3 separate regions of the Mus musculus genome follow, and regions 1 and 3 are each linked to region 2. Evidence: chromatin contacts called from public Hi-C and promoter capture Hi-C data. All regions are on one chromosome and are shown on one strand. Each heading gives the region's core, a stretch centred on a gene start, on an enhancer-like site or on the middle of the called end of the contact. The rest is flanking DNA. Distances are from core to core; before and after follow the strand shown.

Evidence for each region. Promoter capture Hi-C pulls out the DNA fragments that hold promoters and counts their contacts. Hi-C and Micro-C count contacts between places; a contact is called where the count stands out from the background.
Region 1: a promoter capture Hi-C map of hippocampal neurons shows a contact between it and region 2, with 9 times the contacts expected there. The contact joins the promoter of Rbm46 here to the enhancer-like site in region 2. A contact is called at or near these places in 5 of 39 promoter capture datasets (cranial neural crest, embryonic stem cells, hippocampal neurons and 2 more), 4 of 484 Hi-C or Micro-C datasets (embryonic fibroblasts, forebrain neurons and nephron progenitors), 3 of 115 datasets of contacts at active chromatin or transcription factors (embryonic basal ganglia, embryonic forebrain and forebrain) and 2 of 9 other capture datasets (liver and pancreatic islet).
Region 3: a contact with region 2 is called in a Hi-C map of cerebellar granule neurons, with 1.6 times the contacts expected there. The contact joins two enhancer-like sites. A contact is called at or near these places in 2 of 484 Hi-C or Micro-C datasets (the N1E-115 cell line and cerebellar granule neurons).

What each region holds. Positions count from the first base shown.
Region 1 is chr3:82,874,962-82,878,045 of GRCm38.p6, forward strand. It overlaps Rbm46 (RNA binding motif protein 46), which reads right to left and starts at 1,522. Exons shown (of 6, transcript NM_001277170.1): 1 at 1,347-1,522. It overlaps Rbm46os (RNA binding motif protein 46, opposite strand), which reads left to right and starts at 1,744. Exons shown (of 4, transcript NR_040382.1): 1 at 1,744-1,797.
Region 2 is chr3:82,405,035-82,407,879 of GRCm38.p6, forward strand. No RefSeq gene overlaps it. Among named protein-coding and RNA genes, the nearest start is that of Map9, 48 kb to the left of the region's middle. Within about 2 kb of position 1,432, at least 26 of the 459 cell types and tissues checked have an H3K27ac peak or open chromatin away from gene starts, as enhancers often do. A contact at or near this core is called in cerebellar granule neurons, embryonic basal ganglia and hippocampal neurons, where this site is marked.
Region 3 is chr3:82,798,914-82,802,134 of GRCm38.p6, forward strand. No RefSeq gene overlaps it. Among named protein-coding and RNA genes, the nearest start is that of Rbm46, 76 kb to the right of the region's middle. Within about 2 kb of position 1,733, at least 15 of the 459 cell types and tissues checked have an H3K27ac peak or open chromatin away from gene starts, as enhancers often do. A contact at or near this core is called in cerebellar granule neurons, where this site is marked.

The DNA.
Region 1 (3,084 bases), core at 272-2,771, 470 kb after region 2:
AAACAAATGTTAAATACTAAACCCAAAAGCGATGTGCTCTTTCAGTTTATGAGAGATACCTATAAATGCTTTCCTGACTAAAGACACTGTCATCTGTAGTGTCATTTGAAGTCTTATTAATTTGAACACAGAAATCACATTTCCCCTTATCTTTTTACCTTACCAACCAACAGATATTAAAGTTAACAGCATTAAAAATTTTTAATTTACACAAATTACTTATTTGCAATCCTTTCTTAACTTCTGGTACCTCTTAAGTTTTCCACCAATGAAAACAATACCACTGAACGCTTAAAGCGTAACTTCACCCATACACAGTTGAATATATATTCTTGGTTTTAATATTTCTTACTTTATAAGGATGTTTGCACCTTACATGAGCTGTTTTATAATTTTGGCATTAATATTTTAAAGTCCAAGACTCTTATATGAAAATTAGCACTTAAAACATGGCCACACGCAGGAAATAAGGCATTAGTTGGTTATTTGGCAAATACAGTGCTAACAAGATCCGAATGTCCTCAGTGGCACAGTTAGTGATTGAGACAATATTTTAAACAGGTATACTTAAAAACAAATCTACCTATCACAGCGCTAAGGTTGATTCTTATGACTACAAAGGAAGTTTCTGAAGCATCTCATTGCCCTAATCCCTTGAAATGAAAACTGCTAGTTATTTAAATTAGCCTATTTCCACATGCATATTCATAAATGATGGGCTGTTACCACCTTGATGCTACCTATAGTGCTTCCTGGTTTTAACCTAATTCTAGAAGGCTAAATGAGGTGCTTTTTCTGAGTCCCCTGGGGTCCCCTTCTCATAAATTCACCAGGAAGCCAGTCCACCAGCATCCACCGGGCCCCTGGACCGGCTCCGTGGTCCTCCCTCACCCCAGGCTGCACTAAGAGTGTTATCCGGCCCGTCGGGCAGTTGGCTCCCGACAACCACTCACGCAGATCCCCTAGGCAGCCCGGCCGCTTCCCAGTCGGGGCGGCGGAAAGTTCGAGGCCCGGCCCCCGCTAGGAACTCTGGGCGGCGCGGCGAGCGGACACAACGGCGACGGGAGGCCAGCGAGGTCGGGAAGCAGCGGCCAGGACCCCGAGGTCCCGGAGCTTCTGCCGACTGGGCAGCCGCGCAGGGAGCCCGAGACCCGAGAGCCGCTGTCGACGGGGCGGCCGCGCAGGGAGCCCGAGACCCCGGAGCCGCTGTCGACGGGGCGGCCGCGCAGGCCAGCCCGCGGACACCGCCCGACGGTGGCGCCCCGGACCCCGCACGAGGGCACCCCCGACTGCGGCCGTTGGCAGCGGTTTGCCGGTCACCCCCGCAGCTCCCATTCCCGCCTCACCCCGTCGGGTCTTCAGAGGCCAGACCTAAAAATCCCTGGACCAACGAGCACAAACCGCCGCCAGAGCTTCGGATCGGCGCTGCGGGCGGAAGCGGTGGTCAGAGGAGTCGCCGCGGGGCCGGACGGGGCAGGGCGTGGCCAGTGGCGCTCGTGCTGTCCTCGCGCCTCGGGGCCACGGGCTCTTCGCCTCAGCCTAGCGTGCCTCACGTGGAGTGGCCCCACCTCGACCAATCAGCGGCCGCCGGTGGGGGCGAGGAGGCGGGACTGAGGCTTGAGGCCGGAGGAGGCACTTGCGACAGGCGAAAGGGACTTGGAGTGGCACGCTCGCTGGCCAATCAGGAGGAGAAAAGCCAGTCTGGGCGAGTGAAGTTTGGCGCGTGGAAGACTTGAAGGCGTTACTAAACAAAAGTTACAAAGTGAACTTGCAGTGCTTCCCTTAAGGGAGATGTAGGTAGGTTGAGAAAGTTCTTTGTCTGGCTGGATGAAGTTTGCAAATCTTGATTGAACGCCTTGTTGGGTGCAAAACAGTCATGGGGACTTTTGTAAATGAGGATGGGAGGGGTGGCCCCTTAATTTCTGATTCCCCTTAAAACAGATATGATGAGACTGGGATCGTAAATAACGTTAACAGAGTTTTAGCCCTTTTATGTTTCTACGTGCCAAAAGCAGTTCCAGGGCATCTTCGTCCGTTCTCACAGGGTTTTTAAAACTAAGTTATAGCATGTTTTACAGACAGGGAAACCGACTCAAGAGAGCTGTGGGCGTTTACACAACGTGTGCATCAAGCGGCTTGTGATATGTTACTATCCCAAAAGGTGCCCCCCAAGGAGAACGCTATGCACAATACCTGGGAGGCGTTGGTAACTCGGAAAGCAGTTATTCCTAAACTCTGCTCTGCACAGTATTTTCCAAACAAGTTGAAAGCCTGAGCCACATCTAATACACTAGTTTGGCTTTGTTTTTAAAGATTTTTTTAACCTCAAAAACTACAAGAGGAAGGTTTGTTAAACATTGTTCGTTTGTTTTGTTTTGTCCAGGAAAGAAAGGTTCTTCACATTCATTTTCATGTCTGAATTTTACAGACTTGATTTTACAGACTAGCTGATTTTAAGCGTCGTTGTAGGAGCCTGTAGAAGCCAGTAGGTGGCGATATTTTATTGTGAGGTGTGAATGAGGTCTTGGAGGTAGCCTGGAGGACTACTTAACATTTCCAGTGTGTTCTCTTTTCACACCCCATCCCCAGTATAAAGGAAACCAAGTGAACAAGAGTTTCATAAAGGTCATTAGAGTGAGGCCTTAGAAACTTGCTTTAGAAAGACAATGTTAAAGACTCAAGTTACAGGGTACATCCTCTCCCTCAAAGTCTTAAAGAAACTGAGCAAATTTTATTAGCAGATGTATTTTTCATTGACTGCTATAAAAGATTTATGCCTTCTGCAACCAAAACATAAAGGAATAGCCTTTATTTCTTAAGTTTCCAAGAAGAGGGCATCTGAAACCTTTATGCTACGAGAATTCTTTAAGAATAGACTGCAAAATAGAAATTTTTAGATGCTTTATGGGGAAAGATGACCCAAATGAAGAAAGATGTGAAATGCAGGTGTTCTTTTGTCTGAAAAGAAGCCAGAATTGGGATAAGCCTTTGCTGATGGCGAAAACAGGAGAAAATCTATCAGCAGCTCAAAGGGAAATTATGCTGTCTGTGGGAATGGAAAGAAATGGTTAAACAGTGGAAGGG
Region 2 (2,845 bases), core at 182-2,681:
GAATTGCAATACTGAAATCTGATCTAAGGTTGTAATGTTATAACATTTGTATGTGAATGAAATTATGCTAGATAAATAATTTGGAAGGTTTTCCATACTTTTTTGGTGCATTCAAGACTTAGTATTTTCCTTCTCTGAGTGTGCTCAGAAGCAGGTGTGAGTCTGACGGAATTTCCATCCCAGAGGGTTAACTGTTACGGACTGACTGCTGCAGGTTTAACCAGTGGTGTTACTTAATGCTGGGCCATTTGAGATGTCACAAACTTAGAAGCTGTCACAAGAGTGGGGCCACAGAATGGGACTGATGTCTGCAGACACTAAAGGTGACTCCCTTTTTCCCTTATGAAGGAGGACACAGTAAGAGGGTGGCTTTCTGCAACCAAGGAAGAAATCCCTCACAGAAGACAACCATGCCTGCATCATGATCATACTTAGTTCTTGGACTCATGAACTATCACAAAGTAAGCTTAAATTGTGTTGGATTATTCTAAGATAACCTGATCGGTGGTGGTTTGTTCATTTTAGATTTTGTTTTTCCTTCCTTCCTTCCTTCCTTCCTTCCTTCCTTCCAAACAAACAAACAAACAAACAAACAAACAAAAGTCTCCTAGTATGCAAGCCCAATAATACACGTGGCTTTATGTTCATTCCATTGTTCTATTTGTCTGAGCCAGACAACATTGTTAAAAAGCATAGATGTTAAGGCACATAAATAAGGAATGTTTTCTTAATTCATATATTAGATTTTTCGTCTTCCATTTGCTAAACTAGAGAACTCAGAGGTACACAGATGTTCTTGTCCGTCATCCATATATACCATATTTTCCTGAGATGCACACAGATGTTCTTGTCCGTCATCCATATATACCATATTTTCCTGAGATGCTTTATATTCTTTCCTATTACATATTATCCTCTGCCTTTCTCATTCATGCTCTGTGGGCCATCCATCGCTCTGTTGAAGGCAGTGTGCCTGTTCTATTCTCAGGATGACTCCTCCTGTCGCGTTCTGCTTTGGTATTGGCTCACTGGGATCTCTGACTCTATAGTTCCATGTCCTTTTGCGTTGCTTCCATATCTCACCTCACATGTTTAAAACTCTGCTTCATGGTTTGTTGTTGTTAATTTTATTGTGGCTTATATTCACTATGTCATAGGCTGACAATCCAATGGAGAAAACTTTTCTTATTTCTACCTTTTTTTCCCTCCATTTTAGAACTGGTAGTGGTTGTTTATACTTATTATTTCCATTTTGAATGATCTAAGTCAATCCTGACTAATTTATTTTTGGAAACATATTTAGAAAAAACTATCCAATATAGCAAAGCTGGCAGAATTTTAGCCTGATTCCCTGAGCTGCCTTTTCTGCTGTAAAGTAGTACATATGTGTATGAGTTTTTCTGGCACGTTATCTCACCACCCACGGAGACTGGCATCTGTGAACTGCTTGCCGAGCCCAGCATCTCTGCACTTCTCTGCCATCTCCACAGCACTTCTGCCATCTGACAGTTTACATTTTCTCTCTGAAAGGAAAATTGCCTATTACTATAGAGAGCCACACAGTCTTGGGTAAGGATCTCACTGTTGACAGATGCACCTTGTTATAGCAAGCTGCTTTAGTGCTAAAGGTTCTAACCTCCAAGTATACTGCTCCTAGGGAAATGAAAGCATCTCAGCAGATTATGTAGACTCTGCAGTGGCAAGAAATCAGATGGCACAGAGAGTGCTCTGTCTGCGTATGTCAATGTGACTGTGGGAGATTTTTCTCCTGAATTATTGCTTGGGCCCAGATGTCTCCCCTTGTCATCAGAATACAATTTTATATTTCTAAACAAATTTGTTTTTGTACTGCAGAGCTTCCCCTCTCCTTCAAATCTAGCCCCTAACCATCACCCCCAGCTTTGGGGTAGCCCCCTGCTATGGCCTCTCCTCACTCTCTGTTCCCATTTCTAGGAAACTGAGCAGATCATGATGGAAATCCTGCTTTTTATCTCACCTGTGGACCTCCCCCAACCCAGAACGGCACCTCCCTGCCCATTCTTATTTCTCAATGTTAACTTGAATATTTAGAAACATGGTTTTATTTTTCTATCTCATTACATTTTTATTTCCTTTGATTTTTTTTCTGTAAGAAAAGAAAAGGGGGTGAGGCAGTGCATTAAAATACACTTTCAAATAGAGAGAAGAAAAAGGAGACTTAGCTGGATCTGACATGCTCAGAACATATGAATCCAGACCCAATTAAAAAGGACGTCAACATTACTTACAAGAAGGATTAGATGAGAAAAGGCAAAGTGAGATGCTTAAAGGTATTTTAGAAACATGTTTTAACCAGAAGCCCCAGCAGACACACTTGTCAGGATCCCAGAGGAATTACCTGCCAGGTAACACATAGCCACCACAGCCTTTTAAGAACCAGAGAGGGCAATAAAAATCAAGAATAAAAACCCCACCTACCCAAGAAAGTCAAGACTATATATTAGCACCTAGAATTACCATCTTCCCAAGGCCAGACACTGAGACACCAGCATAAGAACTCAACTATTAACAGTCAGGATATTAAGTCTCCACTAGAGGACACAATCTTCCCGCAGCAGGCCCTGAGAGCTGCAACCTAACTGAATAACAAGACAAATATGTTAAAACAGCCCTTTATGAATGTGGCTGAGGTCCTTAAAGAGGAAATGAATAAGTCCTTCTAAGCAAACACAGTCGAAGGAAATGAACAGAACAGTTCAAAACCTGAAAGTAGAAGTAGAGTCAATAAAGAAAACCCAAACTTTTGGAAATATGGACATGCAAATTTTAGGAACTCGAATAAGAGTTGGCTATCCTTAACAACAGA
Region 3 (3,221 bases), core at 483-2,982, 390 kb after region 2:
TCATTGAGGGTCCCAGTCTTGAGGTCTTACATGCTCAAGCTAAGCCCAGTGTGATGCACAATCCCCTTCTGTTGCCTGCAGATCAAGATGTAGAACTCTCAGTTTCTCAGGCACCATGTCCACCTGCACACTGCCATGCTTCCTGCCATGATGATAATGGACTAAACCTCTGTTCCAATTAACTGTTTTCCTTTATAAGAGTTTCTGTGATCAATGTGTCTCTTCACAGCATTAGCAACCCTACCTAAGACAGGTTCTCTAGCATATGCAGCAGGCTTATTGGGAGGCTCTTTGGGATGATCGTGTGCTTCATGGGAAGGACTGGGCAGAGGGGTGGATGGACTGCCAGGCACCAGACAAATCCATTGCTCATGCACTGGGAACTTTGGGGCTAGGAGGATGCCTGGGAGGACTTCAGATAAATGTAAGGAATCAGACCTTTAATTCCATGGTGACAGCTAGCAGAGGGAGTGAATGCTGGAGATCAGGGTGCTTTCTTCAGCCAACAGCAATTCTTGGAGAAGGACTCTATCGACAGCCTTCAGTTGGCACTTTACAGTAGTTGTGGGAATGACAGCTGAGAGCTGGGTTTTGTCCAGCCAAGCAATGCACTTCATCAAGTGGGGCTGGGATGAAAGGCAGCCAGATGTACAAGGAAGATATTTCAATTCCAATCAAAAGAAAAGACAAAGAAGAAAACTTTGGCTTTATGCCTCTTAAAGCAAGGCAATACAAAAGATCCATTTAGATGTGACAAGAAGAGGGAAACGTTATTATCTAAAAATGTACATAAGCCATATACAACAGAGCTTTCCACATTCATAGTGTATTGCCTACCCTTCCTAAGGCAAGAAACTAAGCTCTGGATGCATTGATTAGGTGTAGCTGGAATAGTACAGAACATTTGAAACCAGCTTTGGTTTGTGTCTTTTGTGTCTCTAATGGTGAAACATTTTTTTCCTGTGTGCCATTAAGAACAAGATTAGCTGATGGGCACTGTGGTCATGGGGACTAAGAGGTTCCCCATTTGAGAGAGCATTACAAACTAAGAGGAAGATGCGGGAACTGAAAGGCCACTGGCTTTTAACATTCCTTATAATTTAGAAATTATACTAGATGCATTTTCCTGTTTTCAAAAACCCTTTTAAAATAATACTTATCAGGTGGCAAATACTGAAATAAACATCTTTAAAATATCCTAATCGTGTGTTTCGAATTTCAAAATAAGTTTACTATTTCCAGTGGCACAATGTTGTTTTCTCTTCATTTACAAATTCAATCTAGAGCATTCTTTTCAGAGGATTATGTAAGTCCTAGCAGGCCCTTCGCTGTGCTTGTCATCAGTGGGCACCTCACATGGAGCAGATGGTCAAGTGTAGTCACAGGCAATCTAGCAGTGCCAGGAAAGCCACTCAGTGAGCACAGCTAACTTCAAAGCTTCTGCAGGATGAAAGAAAAAAGGGCTTTAGATGATCTTCCAGCAAAAGATAGTCTTTGCTCTTCAGCCTTTGGGCACAACTTTCATGGAAAGTGGGGTATTGTAGAAACAGTACTAGCATCTAGTCTCATCTGAAGAGTCACTGGGAGCCAATAGCTGAGTGAGGCTGTGAAATGGATCATATCCTGTAGCAGGTTTGTGCCTCCCCATTCCCATCTCTACTGCATGGTCCTGGATGAAGACAGTAGTCAGCCACCCAGTCCTTCCCCATTTGCTCTTGCAATGACATGTAAGTGTGTTGTGTAATTCACTGACATATAAATGACTAGGAAACCAGAACAGGGCAGGGACAACCACCGGTGTATGTTCCAATCTACATCTTGAGCTAGTCACTTTATCTCTCAGTGTCCTCGTCCATAAAAATGAAGATAATACAACGCATCAAAATGCTTGTAAAGTTCCAGGTTGTGCCTGGAAAACATAGAACATGGAATAAACTATCAACCCAAGGCAGCTATCACTTGATTTATCACTGTCCCAGAGAATGTGGTCAAAGTTCAAGTACATTGTCATCCTCAAGAGATCATAGGTTCTTAGAAGGAGTGGTGGGATTGTGATGTTCTTCAGAACCATGGGAGGTGTTTTGACTGATGATATGGCATTTCTAATACAGTTGTGAATTACAGGGAACTGATTCTGAGAGTAACTGGCTCCTCCCTTTAACTTAAGTACTTATTAAGTGATAAATATCACATCATCTTTGGGACCAACACTAATCCTAATTTTAGGAAAGACTCCATCATGCTGACTATAGATAAGTGCCATTCACATCTTCATAGGACTCAAACTTTCTAGATGTATAAAAAAGAAAAATTTAAATAGCACAGAATGTCGGCAGGGAGATGTAAAAGACACTAGCTTTTCTGCATTAGCCTCTCAATCTGATGATCTGTATTGTATATTTGTATATTTTATACTGATTGTTTTACTTTTTTATAAATTATGTCACTGGTGTTATTTCAAATGTTTTCATTACAGCCCAAGTTATCATTGATTAAGCACCTTTCCAGTGGTTTATATTGAAGTTGGCTACATTTTCCCAGTAAGGATAGGATTTGGTGCCACACCATCTTATACACAAACTCACAAAGAGGAAAGGAATGTGGGATTGCGGCATGCTGCTAGCACAAAGCCCCTCACTTCAGGGCCATAAGATCCAGGCACTGAGTCCTAGGCACAGTATAGGTCTGATCAAGCCCAGGTCACCCAACTGCAGAGCAGGGGCTGCTCATTCAAAGACTCGTTTACTCGGTGGACATACCAGGACTCGATGCAGTGCTCTGTCATTAGAGGTGGCCTTTGGTGGGCTCTATCACTGCTCTCCAAGGACCAAGTAAAATAACTATCCAATGTGACTTTTTCCCCTTTATCTGGGGCCCCAGTTAAAGGGGTTCTCCCTGGGTAACATGACTGGTATTGGTTCTGGATGGAAGAAGCAACTTTGCCACAGCATCTACACATGAGTTGTCCATCTGCTAGCTGCATTTTCTCATCCTAAAAGTCTAGACCCCAAGGATGCACATTTCTCTATCCTGAGCAAGACTCTCAAAATTAGCATGGATCATAACAATTCTCTCTCTCTCACACACACACACAAAAGACAGCGTCATACTTAACAATTTCACAAGTCATGAGTCCCTGTGCATTTTACCTAGGCAAATTCAATTAAACGCAATGTGCAGAAAGTATGAGGGGGAACAACATAAATAGAGGGGCACATCTG